2 separate regions of the Mus musculus genome follow, and region 2 is linked to region 1. The links are chromatin contacts, called in public promoter capture Hi-C maps. All regions are on one chromosome and are shown on one strand. Each heading gives the region's core, a stretch centred on a gene start, on an enhancer-like site or on the middle of the called end of the contact. The rest is flanking DNA. Distances are from core to core; before and after follow the strand shown.

The links. Promoter capture Hi-C pulls out the DNA fragments that hold promoters and counts their contacts.
Region 2: a contact with region 1 is called in a promoter capture Hi-C map of embryonic stem cells, with 3 times the contacts expected there. The contact joins the enhancer-like site here to the promoter of Asb18 in region 1. A contact is called at or near these places in 6 of 39 promoter capture datasets (embryonic stem cells, stem cell-derived epiblast-like cells and trophoblast stem cells), 1 of 15 datasets of contacts at CTCF or cohesin (embryonic stem cells), 1 of 484 Hi-C or Micro-C datasets (embryonic stem cells) and 1 of 9 other capture datasets (embryonic stem cells).

Annotation. Positions count from the first base shown.
Region 1 is chr1:90,013,377-90,016,022 of GRCm38.p6, forward strand. Asb18 (ankyrin repeat and SOCS box-containing 18) reads right to left here and starts at 1,290. Exons shown (of 5, transcript NM_001355134.1): 1 at 997-1,290. The coding sequence starts at 1,201.
Region 2 is chr1:90,282,159-90,284,804 of GRCm38.p6, forward strand. 2700003A03Rik (a long non-coding RNA gene) reads left to right here. Exons shown (of 4, transcript XR_003947931.1): 3 at 903-1,697. Among named protein-coding and RNA genes, the nearest start is that of 2700003A03Rik, 11 kb to the left of the region's middle. Within about 2 kb of position 1,348, at least 31 of the 459 cell types and tissues checked have an H3K27ac peak or open chromatin away from gene starts, as enhancers often do. A contact at or near this core is called in embryonic stem cells, where this site is marked.

The DNA of each region.
Region 1 (2,646 bases), core at 40-2,539:
ACACACATGCCCTCAGCACCTGTGATACGCATGTGTGTAAGTGTTGCTGAAGACGACTTCACCTGTGCCAAATCCTAAGAACAGTACCACAGTGGACCAGAGGGGGGCGCTCACTCATTCTTGGTATCTACAACTCACAGAAACTGTCAGAGCAAAAGCCACCAAGACCTGATACAAGGAAGTGCTTCTGTAGGTAGCCTGTCTAGTGGCTGCCTGTCTAGTCCAAACAGATGTGGCCCTGGTGACTTACATATTTATTCTGCAGTTGTGGGGATGGAACCCAGAGTCCTGGACACGCTAAGCAAGCACTCTATCACCCAGTGACAGCTGAACCCTCAGCTAAGGATCTTTGCACCGTTGTCTCTGGTAGTTCTTGGCTACTTGTGGTTTGAGTGAAAATGACCCCCATAGGCCCATAGGGAGCGGCCCTATTAGGAGGCATGACCTTGTTGGAGTAGGGGTGGCCTTGTTGGAGGAAGTGTGTCACGGGGGGGGGGGGGTGGGCTTTGAGGCTTCAGAAGCTCAAGCCAGGCCCAGTGTTTCTCTCTTTCTTCCTGCTGCCTGCCAATCCAGATGTAGAACTCTCAGCTACCTCTCTGGCACCGTGTCTGCCTGCAAGCCACCATGTTCTCCGCCATGACAATAATGGACTAAACCTCTGAACTGTAAGCCAGTTCCAATTACATGTTTGCCTTTATAAGAGTTGCTGTGGTCATGGTGTCTCTTCACAGCAGTAGAAACCCTAACTAAGACATATCTTTACAGCTTCCCCTTGCCACCCACCCTTGAACATACCCACAAAGTACTGCCAACACAGTGTCTACCTGCCAACACAGCTGCCGTCTTGGAGAGTCTCTCCATTAGTTATTTAGTTTAACACATAGCTATATAAGAAATGGATAACAAGGGTATGTCACCCTGTTGGAACCCTTGCCCCTGTCTCCAGAGCAGACCCCAGCATGCATTAGTAATTGGCCTGTGGCCTCCTGTGGTTACCTAGCAGTACGCCCGTGGGCAGCTCGGCTGAGGGCTCCTTCATCCAGTCATCATTAGCAAGTTCTATTACGGCGTCCACAGGCTCCACCTCAGTGCAGATCAGCTTCTGTACAGTGTCCTCGTCCCCAGTGGCCAGAGCAGACTTTAATCTCCTCACTATGTCTGAGCTGAGGGGGTAATCTGGGGGCGAGTCCCAGCTGGACATTGTGGTATCTCTCCCTGTGCAGGGCCAGCCTTCTTCTCTTCCTCTAATGCATGCCCAAAGTTAGCCCTGTCCCCAGAGCAGGACAGATGGCTATAAATAGAATCAGGGCTGGGTTACCGTCAGCTGGGAGGGACACGCTGCTTTCACCTTGCCTTCAGGGCCGAGGAGGCCTCTTCCAGGGCCTTACTGTGCAGGCTGCTGGAGAGATGGCCACTGGCCCATTCTGTGTATTTGCAGAAGTAGCAAAGCTCTTTAGAGGTGACTTTGTTTACTTGAGAGGGTTGGATAGATTACGTTTCTCACTGCTATGACCAAATACCTGACTGGAAGCAACTTAAGGGAGGGCTGATTTTGGCTCATAGTTGGAGGGGCTACAGTCCATCACCTTTGGGAAACCATGGTGACAGGAGCATGAGGCAGCTGGTCACATGACCTCCACAGTCATGTAGCATAAGCAGAGAGGACAGGGGATGAGGCTAGCCCCTATGACTCACTTCTTCCATGGACTCTTCACAATCTTCCACAACAATGTCACCAGCTGGGGACCACTTATTCAAACACACAGGCCTTCGGGAACATTCTACATCGAAACCACACCACTAAGTAGCTTGGGCTGAACTCATCCTCCTGCCTCAGCCTCTGGATTGACGACAGTCATGTGCCTTACGCACAGCTCAAAGATGTTGTTGAAGGCCACAGTAATACACCTGACCTGGTCTTGGGCCTTCTGCTGTATTGAGGCAGGGCATATGCTGATAGTCTGTATTATGTATTTACTGTTTGATATATAGACATGTGGTCCAGGATGGCCTCAAACTCCCAATCCTCCTGCCTCCTCCTCCTCCCGGGTACTGGGATGACAGTCTTGTGCCACCATCTCTAGATTTATGTGGGGCTGCAGACGGAATTCAGTTCCTCCCAATGCTAGGCAAGTGCTCTATCCACCGGGCCCCATCCCCAGAGCTGGCCTTAGTGTGTTGAGTGTATGCTCTCACAGGCAGATGATTTGTTGTGAGGCCAGGGAGTGGCCTCGGGGACTGTGAATGTGGGGGAAGGACTGTATAGAAGCAGTGGCACTGTGCAGGGCTGCCATCAAGCCCCAAATCAGAAGGGAGGTGAGGGCCCAACACTTGTTAGGCAGATAATAGGATGACAGTGTCTCAAAATACGGCCCTCGCCGATCTTAATTACCCAGCGATCTGCTGGGTGGCTAATCAGCGGCACATGCACTATGCTAATGACCCCGGCTAATTCTGTTATAATGTAATCCTTTATCAAGTCTGTGATGTATAAATTAGGAATTGAAATGTAAGTAACGCAAATTATATTTAAGGCAACAAGCATTTCTTTATTTCAGTGTGACAACTCCTTGTCTTTGCTTCTTTCTCTTGTGGATGAACTTTTCCTTGTCCCCATCCTTTATGATGTGAGAAGGAAAGTCAGTC
Region 2 (2,646 bases), core at 98-2,597, 270 kb after region 1:
ACATTAATGCAAAAGGACATGCCAGAACTAAATAGTGGTGAGGATAATTCCTTGGCTTTTAAGAGATAAAAAAAAATAGTAAGGAGAATTCTGAATAATTAAATTATAGACAAGAGTCCGCTTACAGTCTACAAAGGAGAGGTCTTCTAACTTTCCCCGGGACATTTACAAAACCTGACTATATATTGAACTACTTAGAAATTTCAATAAATTCCTAAGACCAGAACATGCCATCTGAATTCTCTGACCACAGTACAATAAAACTAGAGTCCAATAATGGACGTATAAACAGGAAAGTGCGGCCACTGGAAAATTAAAACAAAGCAACACAAAACAAAACATTCCCGAGTAGATACAGGGTCAGAGATGCAATCGGGATCACAGTAATAAACAATCTGCGTGGATTTATGCAAGAGCTTGGTCCTGGTGATGATGGGTGTCGATTACAAGGGCCGGAGCAGGAAATGTAGGGGCTGTCTAAAACATCCAAGAAGGGGGGCTGAGTGGGAAGGATTCCACATGGCCATTCAAACATCTTTATGGGTGGGAAGAAGCTCATGACATTTCCAGTCAAAAAGCCAGATAAGCGAATTCATCTACTCAAACTGTGGCCACTGTCCACCTGGGAGTAGTAAAGAAACGTTCGCGTCTATTTACGTGTGGCTATGCATCTTTCTTTTGCTCTGGGATGTTTTGTACATTGTCTCGATGAGGATTAATTACGCACCCAAACAAACAAACATAGAAAGGGGCGGGTGTGGACAAGAGTAGGGATCTGACATATAGCAGTTGATTTCCCATGGGCAAAGGAAATGGGCTCTGAAGTCACTGTGTGGGGCTTTGACCAAATGGAATAGTTTATAAAAGCTATAGTAGCAACCGTGTTTATTTTCTCTGCGCAGGCCCTTGTTGACAGCTTTCACTGTTCAGACGGTGATCACAGGCGGATTGCTTGTGGGCCTCCGTTCCTGATTCCTGAGGTGAGCTGGCAATCTTCAGAAATACCGAGGCGTGTGTAAACAAGGTTATTGGTGACTGCAGGGTGAGACCGCCTACAACGCCCCCAAACACGCCTCAGTGCAGAATGTACTTGCAGAAATTTGGCTGGCAGTTCAGATCATTCAGACACCATCCTTGAAGCTTCATTACCAGGGTAGATGTGCATCAAAGACCCCGACTGAGGACACATCAGTGGACTCACCCAGTGGGAATTATCTCCTCCCCAAAGCTTCCAGTCCAGGGCTGGCTGCTCCGAGCTGGGCCAATCAATTTATCTCCTGATGCATGTCATTATCCTTTTGCATGTCTGTGCCAGAAAGTTTTGTAAATGTGAACCTGGCGAAGCGGAATCCTTTGCAAAGGAGAGTTGCAGGGAGCAACAAGGTCAATGTCAGGGAGGCAGAGGGTCGGTGACCACATGCTAAGAAGGGGTGGGGAGAGGTCCTCAGCTTTGCTGAATGCTCTGCCAGGGAGTAGCCCTTTGCCATTGAGACTCCCTGTTGAGACTTCTGGGATTCTGTTACAGGCAACTGAGTGATTTAACAACCAGGACAAATATACTGTGCTTGGAACGGAAAAAACCCCGACTTCTACATTTGGATTCTCAGAGCCGTGCTAACCAGATGTAAAATGCAGGGAGAGGCACCATGGTGATTGAGTTTTCATCTTTGAAACACAACAGCATGCCAATCTTCTATGTGAGTTGGAAACGGGTTTCTACAGAACAGGAAATAGGTACCACTGCGGGTTTACACAATTAAAAAAAAAAAAAAAAAAAAAAAAACATTTGCAGGACTTGGTGGCAATCAATACCCAGTTTGGGAAACCTGACTCTGAACTAGCAGCGCAAAACAACTGGAAGCATCCAGTGAAGAAATGGGGTACATGGGTGCAGCTGAAACCAAGGAGTGGTGACAGTTCCTAAGAAGAGATAAAGGGACAGGGAGTGCCTGGGAACGTCTGCCAGCACCACCACCTAGTGCAGCAGGGTTTGACAAAGACACAGACCGGCCATCCACTTACACTTGACTTTCAGATAAACATTACACTGTTTAGAATAAGCAAATGCTAAATATTTCAGGAAATACAGACATGCTCCTATGAGTTTTCCTTATGTACACATACATAAAATAAATAAAAATATAACAACAACAAGACCCCAACATAATCTAAGCCATTTCCAATTTTCCTTCACTTTTAGTCCTACACACTATCACCATAGTAACCATGACGATTGCCATAGTAACTGTGTTCCTTTCTGTTTTGCTGAGTTGATAATCTGAGTTAGCTAGTTCTCTCTTTACCTCTTAATACTCTTATCTCAAAAATGCCTCAGTTTTCACAAGTAACATTCATGGACTCACACCTCTCCCCCTTTAAGACATTCTTCACCTTCACAACTCTGTTTTCTCTGATTCCTTCTTGTCAAAACAGATCATTAGAAATGTGCTCCGGGCCAGGAGAATCGCAGTCCTGCCCATGTCTTGTGATTTGGCATTGCAAAGGGCTCCAGCACATCGTAGGCAGAACCCTCACAATCCTGCCTCTAAGTGGAGCCAGGAAATGTTCCCTAATGCCCATCAATTTCTGTAAGGAAGTAGGGAACAAGGTTTCCTGGCAGACTGCAGAGTAGAAACTTGAGTAAAT